2 separate regions of the Mus musculus genome follow, and region 1 is linked to region 2. Evidence: chromatin contacts called from public promoter capture Hi-C data. All regions are on one chromosome and are shown on one strand. Each heading gives the region's core, a stretch centred on a gene start, on an enhancer-like site or on the middle of the called end of the contact. The rest is flanking DNA. Distances are from core to core; before and after follow the strand shown.

Region 1 (6,699 bases), core at 174-2,673, 150 kb after region 2:
ATAGTGATAGCTAGTGTCAGAGGTGTCCTTCCTCTATTACATTTTGAAGGGCTGTCCTTTCATGGTGACATCTGTAAAGCTCTGGCAGATTGGTCTTGAGTTTTCTCTGAGGTTGTGAGTCTATGGGTCTGGAAGATGCTCTGTAAGAACCTTAAGAGTGTAAACGTGTAGTACATAGCATCTTTATGTTCATGATTCAAATGGATAACTGTAAAGATTTGCATATTTGGTCCATGTGGTTTTTATTCTATTCATTTGAAAGAAAGAAATAGAATCTCACTCTTAAATATAAAATTCCATTTAGATCATTTTTCATCCTCACTGTGTTAATTTACAACACCATAACTGTGAGTACAAATTGTTTTAATGTAAACTTTTCTATCATAAAGGTCATCAAATGTTTCTACAAAAGGTTGGAATTTAGTTGAGTTATAATTTTCAGGTAAATATGACCTTATGAACTCTGTTCCAATTCTTTACTTCTTGATCCCCTTTCTTTATAAATATCAAAGGCCCCTAATCAGTACAACAGTCAAAGAGCTGAGTTCATTTTCAAATCTCTGTGGTAGACCCCTTAAAAGTCACATAACCTGTGCCATAATGACAATAGATGATGAATTCATTGAAAAATATTGTCAATACTAACAGATTTCTTCAGTTGTCTGGGTCTACTTTGACTCTGTTCATATACAACTATGGTCTGTGTGAACACATGTATGCTTCAGGGAACTCTTCCGTGCTTCAAAATTTTATATTTAATTTACTTATTCTGTATCTTAAAACATGTAGTTTGAGGTGCTGGGAAGATGGCTCTGTCACTAATGTTCTTTCTGTGAAAATGTAAGGACCTAAATTCATTTCTCCCGTCTGCATTTATAAAAGCTGGGCATGGAGGTGTGTGTCTGAGGACTGAGGAGGAGAAAAGAAAAGATTCCCGAGGTTCTCTTGTCAGCTGGTTTAGCTGAGGTGGAGAGCTCCAGATACAGTGAGAAATTTTATCTGAAAAAGTAAGGTGAAAGAGATAATGGGATGCATCTCATGTTGACTTCTGGTCTCCATATGCATGCAAAGATACATGGGAACCTGGACACACACACACACACACACACACACACACACACACACACACACAAATACATATGCATATAGAAAGATGTGGACTTTTTTGTTGTATTAATGGAGGTATCAAAAATACATCTGTACTTCCTAGCTTTACAGTTACTTATAAATATATATTAAAATAAAAGTAAATTTCTATATAAAAAGAATAGAAAGGTCTTAAATTAATACTATGAAGAAACTGTTTCAAAGTTATTTATTTGTATCCCCTAATTTGACTATATTAAATTTAACTTGTGTTTTGTAATAATTATATTAACTAAGAGATAATATTTTCGATTGTTGATGGCACTGTAGGTCCTGCAGCAGCTGACCAAGGCACATATTTGTGATGATTCTCAATACCTCCGAGGTCGAAATCTCTTCATTCCTACTGATTGGGATCCCAGGCTTTGAGCATATGCACATTTGGATTTCCATCCCTATCTGCCTCATGTACCTGACAGCTATCCTGGGAAACTGCACCATCCTCTGTGTCATCAGAACAGAGCCTTCTCTGCATGAGCCCATGTACTATTTTCTCTCCATGTTGGCCTTCTCTGATCTAGGTCTGTCTTTCTCCTCCATCCCCACTATGCTAAGAATATTCTTGTTCAATGCCATGGGGATTTCCACTGATGCCTGCATTGCCCAGGAATTCTTCATCCATGGATTCACAGACATGGAATCTTCAGTGCTCCTCATTATGTCCTTTGATCGCTTTGTAGCCATTCGGCACCCCCTAAGATACAGTGCCATCCTCACAAGCTCCAGGGTTGTGCAAATTGGGCTAGCCTTTTCTGTTAAAAGCATTCTCCTGGTGCTTCCCCTTCCATTCACTTTAAAGAGACTCAGATACTGCAATAAACGCCTCTTGTCACACTCCTATTGTCTCCACCAGGATGTCATGAAGCTGGCGTGCTCTGACAACAGGGTTAACTTTTACTATGGGCTGTTCGTTGCACTCTGCATGATGTCAGACAGTGTGTTCATTGCTGTGTCTTACGTGTTCATCTTGAAGACAGTGTTGGGTATTGCATCCCATGGGGAGAGGCTCAAAGCTCTTAATACTTGTGTATCCCATATCTGTGCTGTGCTCATTTTCTATGTCCCTATCATTACCTTAGCTACCATGCATCGCTTTGCAAAACATAAATCTCCATTAGCTATGATTCTGATAGCAGATGCTTTCTTGCTGGTACCACCTTTGATGAATCCCATTGTGTATTGTGTTAAAACTAGGCAGATAAGAGTAAAAGTTTTAGAAAAACTGGGTCTGCATTCTAAGTAATTGGAACAATGTTATTAGAAGTTGCATTTTCTGTACAATAGGCTACTTTAGAGAGACAGCAGTGTTTCATCCTCAAAGGAGATTATTCCATTTACCTCATAGACCTATAGTTTGTTACAATCAATCTGTACTATTGCTTTTCTGTTTTGAAGAAGGAAGAAGCTTCATATTTTACAGAACCTCTATGAAATCGTTAATTGTTATTTGGATGGTTGAAGACATCTATCCCTAGGTACAAAATTGAACAATAAGAATTTGCACAATCTTCTAAAGAAAATCTAGGAGATGTGGTTTTCCATTGTGTCTGGGAGAAGCCCAAAAGACACCAGAACTGTTTAACATCTCTGTATTTGTCTCTTATTTTGATATTCTATATGTTGCATTAAACCCTTTACCACATGTCTGAGTTTGTCTGAGTCTGTTCTTTGCTGTTCACTGTTGCAATACAGGTGTCACCCTGAGCATTGCTGAGACCATGACATTGCAGAATCAGCACTGCTGTAAGCTTGTGAGTCAGTACTCCTATTACTGACATCCTGGGTAATTTAACATACCAATTACTGATTGAGCATTATGTTCTAGGGTTATGTGAAAAGGAAACTATACAAACTGCCATTTGTCCATCCTGATTTATGGTGGAATCAACTTTAGAGTGATAAATTATGATAAATTAACAAATGCTTGGCATTTGTTAGCATCATGGTAAAAGTTAGGGGATAGAGAACTGTATCTCAGGAGTTGGAGGATAATTTACAACTCCAAGTTACACATGTTGATGAATCTTACACCAAATATTGAATGAATTCCTTCACAGAAAGGAGCTATAGATTGTGCACTTTTAAATCTCTTATCAGTGATATAACTTTTCTATAATATGTGCTTGGTGGATGTGTATCAATTTGCACTGAAATTTGAAAGTAAATGAGGGAATGTTGGTAAAAAGGTAGCACAAAGGGATATAAAATCAGGACACCTCTTTTTTTTCATTTTTTATTAGGTATTTAGCTCATTTACATTTCCAATGCTATACCAAAAGTCCCCCATACCCACCCACTCCCCTACCCACCCACTCCCCCTTCAGGACACCTCTTTATTTGATTGCTTTCACTGTGAAATAACATCCCAACCACAGCAACTTGGAGTAAGTGTTTATTCAGCTTATTCTTCTAGGTCACAATCTATCTCTGAGGGAGGTAAGAGCAGGAACACAAGGCAAGAATCTGAAGCAGAAGCAATGGAAGAGTGATGCTTTCTGGCACACTAAGTAGCTTGAGCTTAGCTGCCTTTCTTATACAGTTCAGACTGTCTATAGTAAGCTGGGCCGTCTTACATCAATCACCAATCACAGACATGACCACAGGCAATCTGATCATGACAACTCTCTTTTCTTCTTCCCTGATGAATCCAAATACTGTAAAATTGATGTTAACAACGAACCAACACAAAACAAATATCAAATCATGAAGTTTGTGTGATGAGAAAAATCTTGAATCAGATTAGCAAAGTGTATTCAGTAGGTAATGAAACCCAGGGCCAATGTTCCCCTTGTTCTGCTGAAGTTAGCTGGAGTAGTCATTACCTTGACTCTGTAAAGGCTCTCTCCTCTCTACACATCAGTAGAAAAAACTAATGCTGCAGAAATATAAAGAATTTTGTGGGATAGAGGGATTCTTCCATGAAGACCACAGTGTGGATACTTCGGTTCTTCTTAGAAGGGGGATCAAAATAATATGGGAGGAGATACGGAGGCAACGTTTGGAGCAGACACTGAAGGAAAGGCCATCCAGTGACTGTTCCACCTAGGGAGCCATCCCATACAGTTACTTTACCAGACATTAATGTGGATGCCAACAAGTGCTTGCTGACAGGACCCTGATATAGCTGTCTCCTGAGAGGCTCTGCCAATGCCCAACAAATACAGAAGTGGATGCTTACAGCCATCCATTGGACTGAACAGAGTCCCCAATGAAGGAGCCAGAGAAAGTACTCAAGGAACTGAAGGGATTTGCAGCCCCATAGGAGGAACAACAATATGAAACAACTAGTACTCCAGAGCTCCCAGGAACTAAACAACCAACTAAAGAGTACACAATGAGGGACTCATGGCTTCAGTCACATATGTAGCAGAAGATGACTTTGTGGGATATCAGTGAGAGGAGAGGCCCTTGGTCTTGTGAAGGCTTGATGCCCCAGTGTAGGTGAACCCCAGGACAGACAGGGAAGTGGGAGTGGGTGTGTTAGTGATCTGGGGAGGGGCAGATGGGATAGGGGGGTTTTTGGAGGGGAAATGGGGGAAGGGGATAAAAGTTGAAATGTAAATAAAGAAAATATCTAATAAAAAAGGAAAAAATAAAAAGAGGGATTCTTCCATTGAATCTCTTCCATTGTAAAGAAATCCAAAATGATGTAATTTTTGTGAATATAGATGAAACTGAAAAAAGTTATGAGTGAGTCAACCCAACCCAGACTCCAAAGGACAAATGGCACATGTTTTTTGTATGTGAATGCTAGCACTGACTGAATCTTTTGTTTGTTTAACTTGAAATACCCATGGAGTCTGGAAAATGAAAGTGATGTTGATGATGTACTTTTTGGGAAGGAGCTGGTAGAAGACAGGCCAAATGAAAGTAGAGTGTAAGGGAAATGTTACAGCAGGGCGGGGTATGGGAGACTGAGGAGATGAGCAGTGAGTTTAGGAAAGCTAACCAAAAAGAAGGGTTATGAAGAAGCCATATGGAAACATACTATTCTGTAATCCGATAAAAAATACGAAAGATAAATTGAAGGGAGGTTTGTTGCATGGGTAGTTACTGATGCTCTCAGAAGCAATGGTTACTGAAAATCTTCAGTGCCATATAGGGAATAATTCTGTAGGAGTTATTGGTCAGGAAGATCCTATAGGTCCCCAAACAACACAAGATCTTGTCAGGTTTGTTTGTTTGTTTGTTTGTTTGTTTTGCCCATCAAAACTAGGGTTTAAGACCTTATTTTTGAAAATGTGATATACCTGGGCTGCAAGATATAAAGAAAACCAGTAGGTATAGAATTGGAAACTTCCTGCCTGAGGGATATTAATGTTCCAAAAGGTGCTAAGGGAGTAATGACAAATACTTTTACTCAGTTGTGAGCCCTACAAACTTCAAAACCAGGCAAGCTATGTCTGTTGGTGCAATAGTGGCACAATTATCCTGGGAGTAACCAAACGTGCTCTGGTTGTACTTAAGCCTCACACAACAAAAGGGAGACATATCTGTTATTATAAAGCTTGTCAACAATCCATACTATATGGGGAACAGGTCCAAGGGGAGAAAATACACCACTGTTGTTTAAATAAATTGACACAGGATCAAATTGCATTCCAAATCTCTGTGTATATCCATAAAAAAAAGCTACTTCCAGACTTAGTGAAAGAATTTTCTCTCTTTTTTTAAAGATTGGTTTATTATTATACATAAATATACTGTCGCTGACTTCAGACACACCAGAAGAGGGCATTGGATCTCATTAAAGATGGTTGCGAGCCACCATGTGGTTGCTGAGATTTGAACTCGGGACCTTCAGAAGATCAGCCAGTGCTCTTACCTTCTGAGCAATCTCAAAGGCCCAAGAATTTTCTCTTTGTAGTAAATGACAATGAATTCACAGACCCAAAGTGGTGAATATGCTAAGAATAAGTGGTAGCTGAGGGTCAGTCTTAAATAAGACGATTGTACTTCCTCTTCCACACTAAGGTTTAGGGAACATTGAGAAAGAGAGAAATGGAAAGAAGGCAAGACATCTTTTTTAAAAATTAAAAATATTTATTTACTTAGAAGCATTCAGAATGTCAACAAAAGAACTGTAATTTTCTTTTGCAATTACAAAGTGATGTTCAGTTAACAGAACAGTTAAGCTACATCAGAGACAACTGAAGGTGAAAAATAACACCCCCCAAACAAAACAACACTACTGTCCCTATATATAACTAATTTGTGCTGTGCACCAACAGAAACCTGCTTTAAATTTACATGCCAATTTTATAGCCCTCAGACTGTACCAGACAAGGCTATTGAAAATACCACCAGGACAGAGCTATCTAAAGACATATTCAGTAGTGTGTCAATATACAAAAAAAGACATTGTATGGTTTTTAAAAATCTTACACAGCCTTACAGTTCAATTTTTTCTATAGAAGGAGTGAATTGTGTACAGGGGTTATTAAATGTTTTATAAACAAGAAAAAAAACTGTGCTAGAACCAACATATTCATCATCTTCTTCATCTTCTTTTTCCTCTTCTTCCTCCTTTTCCTCCTCCTCTTCATCCTCCTC
Region 2 (6,605 bases), core at 195-2,694:
TTATTTATGTCTAATGTTGTAAATCTGACCAAGAACTCATGGTTGTGAAGATCACAGGCCCCAGGATTAAACTACTGCTATTATTTTGCCAAATGGACATAGTATCAAACTACCTTCTAAATACACATCTTTCTCTATAAGAAGCTATCAATCCTCATCAGAGAAGTTTCTTTGAACAGTAGATGGCAGAGCGTTAGAAAATGCTACCTACTTTTCTACAAAGGAATGATGTAATATGAAATTAATATGAAAATGTAACTGCTATGATGAGATAAGAATAAAAGGGCTATTGACAAAGTTAGAAAAGCACCAGCTTAGAAGAAATGGTGTGGAGGAAGAGGAACTCTAGGCATAAGGCTATATATTGCTTCTCACTTATATATCAGCGTCTCCTCATCTGTGAAGTAAAGGGGCTAAAGTAACTGACATTCAAGATGTAGTCTAGCCTTAATTGACAACATGGCCTGAAGCAGGCCGTTTAGCTCTAGGCTTTTATGATTCTATATTTCTTTAGATTGGAAAACTTTTATCACAGCTTTACGTATCTGTTTGGTCTTCACACTGTAGATGATGGGGTTCATGACAGGAGGAATCAGCAGGTAGGTATTAGCAATCATGGTATGTACATAGGGTGGAGCTCGTTTCCCAAATCTGTGAACAAAGGACAAACTGATCAATGGAATATAGAATATAGCTACAGCCCCGATATGGGAGATACACGTGCTGAAGGCTTTCTTCCTCTCTTCTGGGGAAGCAATGCTGAGGACAGTTCTGATGATCAGGATGTAGGAAAGGAGAATAAGGACTGAGTCCACACCAACAGTAGAGATCATGGCAGTCAATCCAACTGCATTGTTGATCCTGGTGTCTGTGCATGAGAGCTTCATGACATCGGGGTGGAAACAGTAGGAGTGGTGGAGCACACGGCTGCTGCAGAAGGTTAGTCTCTTAAGAAGTGCGACCATCGGTGTCAACATTACAGTCCCTCTGATGACAATTGTCACCCCAATTTGAGCTATTCTGGAATCAGTTAAAATAGTGGCATACCTAAGAGGGTTGGAGATGGCCACATAACGATCATAAGCCATAGCCAACAGCACTGAGGATTCCATGACAGTGAAGAGTTTAATGAAGAACATCTGTGACAAGCAGGCATTGAAGCTGATCTCCCTGGCGTTGAACCAGAATATCCCCAGCATGGTGGCCAGAGTGGAGATGGAGAGCCCGAGGTCAGTGGTGGATAGCATGGAGAGGAAGTAATACATGGGCTCGTGGAGGCTGGGCTGGGTGATAATGACAAAGAGAATCAGGCTGTTCCCTGACAGGGCAGTTGCATAGAGAAAGCAGAAGGGAATGGAGATCCAGGTGTGGAAAGCTTCCAGCCCGGGCACACCAGTGAGCAGGAAAATGATGGAAGAAGCTGTGGTGTTCTGGAAAGTTGGCATGCTAGATTAAAATTATAGAATAAAGCTAAAACAAAAAAGCTGCATTTCTTTTGTGTATTCTATTTATAAATAATCTTATCCAACATACATTTGACCAAATATGAGCATCTATACAACATACAAAAATAGAAATGACACCTTTAAATTGGTAAAAAAAATTTATGATTTCAACTACTGCAACTGTATTTTTTATTCTTGAAAGAACTGTCTCAGCCCACAACTTTTCGCCTCTGAGAGTTTTTGCTTCTAGCTGCCTATGTCTGTGATCTGGCCTTTCACTCCTCCAGCTGTGGATTACACAGGAACACTTGTGGAACACTAGTATCCACTTGATAAAACATGTTACCATATTCAACTATTTTTACTTTAAATTTTTGAATGACTAGTTCTTCACAACAGACTCTCTGCATGTTTTTGTGGAAATATACTGCTTGGGACAAATAATGAAATGTTTCTTTCTTGTTTTGCAGAGGAAAATAGATCTTCATTGAAAAAGATCACATTTCCCACTGAGTAGAAAATTTAGACTAGGCAGATAGGTATATGTAAATTTGAAATGGACGTTTGGATATAAACAGATTAAGGCTGTGTTTGGAGAGGGCTTAATGAGAAGTGGTCAGTGTGGGGTAGGTCCTTTGGTGGAAAAGAAAGGCACTAAATGACAGACAGCAAGCGTAGGATGTGAGGGGGCACAGAGGGATACCTAATTTATTCCAGAACACACACACACACACACACACACACACACACACACACACACACACACACACACACACACACACACTCACATGAAGTTCCACTGTAAGGGGCACCCTAGGGAACCTTATTAAACATAAATTAGGAAAATAATTGAAATTATTGTGCTATTAGAGAAAAAAGGTAAAAGTTATTTGTTGAGTATAGTTTGGGACTCTAACGTTTTCATTCGTGAGTGTCCTCAGGAGAATAATGACATTAATGTTAGAAATGTATGATCATCAAAATGAAAAGAATTAAGCATTGATATTGGTGTATTATATACTTCTAAACAGGTGCAAGAGGATATTCTAACTGCTGTAACTACCCCCAAATGATAACAAATTGAGGTGTTAGGTACACTAATTAACTTGATTTGATCATTCCAGAAGATATATGTTTAGGGAAACATCACATTGTATTTTATAAATATATACAATTGTAATTTGTGATTTAAAAGCAGTGGGGTGGGAGAGCATGCTTAGCAGTTAAGAGCGCTGATTGCTCTTCCAGTTCCTGATTTAAATTCCCAGCAACTACATGGTGGCTCACAACCATTTGTTATAGGATCTGATGCCCTCTTCTGGTATGTATAAAGACAGAAACACTGTACTCATAAAAACAAATTAATCTTTAAAAAAATGAAAAAAAGAAAGAAAGAAAGAAAGAAAGAAAGAAAGGAAAAGCATTGAATATTTTCCATGCGTTGTCTACATTGAGAAGAATGCTAACACTTTTCAAATGCCATAAGAAAGACCATTAAACAGCAATTATCTTGCAATGGATCTTCCCCGGATCTTGCCTCTCAGTCTCAGGGATATTTCTCAAGTAACAGTCATTTGCATGCTTCCATATTAGAAACTAAAGGATAACACAAAATCTTCTCTTGGAGTGTTCATAGTCAAGAGAGAGTCAAATATCAGTGGGGCTTTGGAATAACTCCAAAGTGTAGTTACATACCAGTGAACAATATTGGCTATGGAATGCAGTGTCATCATATATGTCTGGTAATTCTGGCCACCATGTCTTTTATTTCACCTATAATGCTTAAGTTGATTTTTGTCAATTAATGCTTTTGTCATTAAATTCTGAAAAGTTTTAAGAAGATGACTTTAGAAAGTCAAACTACTGAGTGAATAATTTCTCTTTTATCCTGATTTCTTAGTAACTCACTTAGCAATAATTTAATTTATTCATGCCCAGTTTTCTTTCCTCTTGATAATTTCTTCCTTTTCTTTCCTGATGAAAGAAGATAAACAAAGCAAAATGTACAGTACAGTTTGATCTGGCAGCAGAGAACTCAAGTTGCCTGCTTTGTCTCTGTCTCATCTGGGCTGTTTGTCACTCTTGGACAAGAATTTTTTATAATTTCTCTTCATAGATGCTAGACCAAGAGAGGACTTGCCATCCCTTTTCACAGCCAGGAATATTTTATAAGCTGTTGACCACCTATCATAAACATTTAGGTCAGTCAATAGTAGATGTATATATTGGGTGCTCACAGAGTTTTGTAAGTTACTAAGACATGAAGCAAGTCTGAGATGATTTTGTACCTGAGGTAGCCAAAGAAGTTGTCATAGATCATATACCCCACACTTGTAAGTACCAAAACATCTTCTGTAATATGAGCCCAGTGACTCTTATCAACAACAAAAATTGATCAGTTTTGAATATGAATGTCACATTAGATACTGTATAGGTACAGCAAGAACCTCAGGGTCATAGATGAAGAAATGGGCTACTAAGGTAGGGGATATCTAAGAGATAGGATATAGAAAGTACAGGGCCAAGTATCAGTGTTGTGTGTATGTGAATGGGTCTGGGTTAAGTGTTGAGAGAAATTAATTTTAGGAAATAGCAACAAAGAAGACGAGTTGTAACTAACTTTTGGTGGTTAGATATGAGTTACAGGAGTGAAAACAGGGTAAGTGTGCTCTGGACATAGATAACGTGAGAGGTAACAGTAGTAACAGATAACTATAAGAAAAACCAAGCAAAATGGGTCCTTAACGTGAGTCTCCTTTAGGTGAGGGAGAAGTGAGTGATTGAAAACATAAGAATCTTGAATTTCTTGGAAAGGATAATGTGGTAGATTTTGCATTGCGAAGCATCAAGACCCAGGCATTTCCAAATATTTTATGAGTAAGTAAACAAGCCATTGTCTGTCTCTTCTAATTTAGTTCCAACAGCATTCCTTTCTTTCTTTAGCATTTTGCTGGGCTCCATTGGGTCCTATTTACAAGTTCTATCCCAACTCAATAATGAATGCTTTTTTTCACTTTAGTGTAGAGACTTTCAACATACTCATCTCAACTGGGACCCATCACTATCTGTCGTTATTAACCACAGTGCTTAGATAACAGAGGGACCAGTCATAAATACCATCCCTTCTTCGGTTTTCCTTTTGCATAGTTTACAGCGAGCAAGGAAGAGCTTGAAGAACAATCTGCTTTTGTTTATTTTTCCTTCACCCTTGGTAACAAGCAGGATACTTCCCCACTGAGAACTCTCAGAAAATCTTTCAACTCAGTGACTAATGTATTTCTAAGTATTCTGTGTAAATTCCAGATATGTTTTTTCTCCCACTTACCTCTTCCTTGATCCTTTCTTTTTCAATTGCTTCAGTGATGACTCCTCTGACAGATTAGCCCTTTCCACTATTTATTAGCAAATACTATTCTCTGCCTTCTAAATTGTGGCACTGGAGAAAATTTGGCTTTATTTATCCCTTCCTGCAGTCCATAGCCTCTCCTAGAGATAACCTCATTATGACCATGGCTTTAAATAACCCCCGTCCACCTGATGCGTGCAGCTAACATCTCCCAATTCTGTATTGCAAAAGTTATCAGAAAGGTGAAGGGTTAAACATGAAGGCAGCAGTGAAATGTGGACCGGGCTGATGTGCTCAAATCTGCAGTTGAGCCACAGTTTGGAGAACAAATAAAAGCTCTTTGCTTCCAGTGGTAATAAAAAGCAAACAAAACACCTGTTTTTGAGAGACATAGTCTCAGTCCTCAGACACTACAACCTCCAGCAGAGCTCAGCAGACTCATTTCTTTCTCCACTCCCTGTTTCTTTCAGTTATCTGCCAATGGAATTAAGGTCTAATAATCATCTAATTAAAATTACTCATTTCCCCTCTCTCATCCCCATTTTAGATCTGTCTTGCCAGTAATATATTTATTTATTTATTTATTTATTTTGCTATTTATTTTAGTTCTCAAATGTCCAAGATGCCAGTTGGTACTTGACATTATAGTTTATCACATCTTTTTGTTACATTAAAAAATTGCATAAAATTGCATAAAAAATACACCACATTTTCTAGAAATTATTCTGCATCTTTTTTTTTTCCTTTCAACAAGACAAGATTTTACGATGGAGCCCAGGCTGTCCTGTAGTCACAATCCTGTTGCCTTGGCCTCCTGAGTGTTGAGATTATAAGGATTCTTCATCATTTCTGTCTCTTTTAAACCATTCTTCAGTGTGCCGGCACTCTCAGACCTGTCAGACTCATTTTCTTCAAGTCATAGACAACTTCATTCTTTCTCTTGTGAACTCTCCTACTTAGATAATGTGCTTTTTTTCCATTAATACTGAAAGCTGTAGCCTGTGTCTGCCTTTCCTTCAGTTGATGATTTAGACCAATGCCGTATCATCAGTGTGTTCCAAGCTGCTGCTGCTGCTGGTCTATAGTGTGTATCAGACAAGGGTTGGATCTGTATTCAGACAATCCTTTGGAAGCCTTGTCAGCAATAAAAATTGTTCATACTGTTAAAACACATTTGTCAGATCATCAAGCGTTACTGTGCTAGTCTTAAGATCCCATTATAACAACATATATATATGTGTGGCATTAATAAATTTACTTTGAAGTTACTTTTTCAGTGAAAAAAGTCATAACCAAATGTGAGAGATGTTATGAAACATACTCAGCATCACAGATAGCTGGTGAGACCCACAGCCAGTATTCTGAAATCAGTTTTCCTTAATTACAATGTTTATACTCTTAAACATGCCTTATTTCACTGAAACCTATAAGCTATGTAAACTTCTTTTAGTATAGTTTACTCATCTATAGGGCTAGATATAAACTGCCTAATAGAGCACTGGCATGCAAAAAATGTTCACAACAGGTAATTTCACTTTTTACTTTTATTTTTAAATTAAATTTATATTGATTTAGATTTTTGAAACAGAGTCTCATCTTTCACAGGTTGACTTTGAGCCTAGTATGTGGCCAAGGGTCACCCTGAGCTTCCAATCTTCCTAGCCTCATTTCCCAAGTGCTGGTCTTTGCAGGCATGTATCACTATGATGAGCTGCAAGCTTTTATCTTTTGTGTGAGTCATTGGATTTAGAAATGAGGTTAACTTATGACAAATGTATCCGCATACCAATTAAGCCATTTGACTAAAGACAGGT

Evidence for each region. Promoter capture Hi-C pulls out the DNA fragments that hold promoters and counts their contacts.
Region 1: a promoter capture Hi-C map of macrophages shows a contact between it and region 2, with 6 read pairs. The contact joins the promoter of Olfr570 here to the promoter of Olfr560 in region 2. A contact is called at or near these places in 17 of 39 promoter capture datasets (the 3T3-L1 cell line, 3T3-L1-derived adipocytes, the C10 cell line and 11 more) and 4 of 9 other capture datasets (adipose tissue, embryonic stem cells, liver and 1 more).

What each region holds. Positions count from the first base shown.
Region 1 is chr7:102,898,919-102,905,617 of GRCm38.p6, forward strand. Olfr570 (olfactory receptor 570) reads left to right here and starts at 1,424. Exons shown (of 1, transcript NM_147110.2): 1 at 1,424-2,468. The coding sequence starts at 1,451. The coding sequence ends at 2,389. It also overlaps the pseudogene LOC115486496.
Region 2 is chr7:102,752,483-102,759,087 of GRCm38.p6, forward strand. It overlaps Olfr560 (olfactory receptor 560), which reads right to left and starts at 1,445. Exons shown (of 1, transcript NM_147113.2): 1 at 501-1,445. The coding sequence starts at 1,445. The coding sequence ends at 501. It overlaps Olfr78 (olfactory receptor 78), which reads right to left. Exons shown (of 4, transcript NM_130866.4): 2 at 1-651.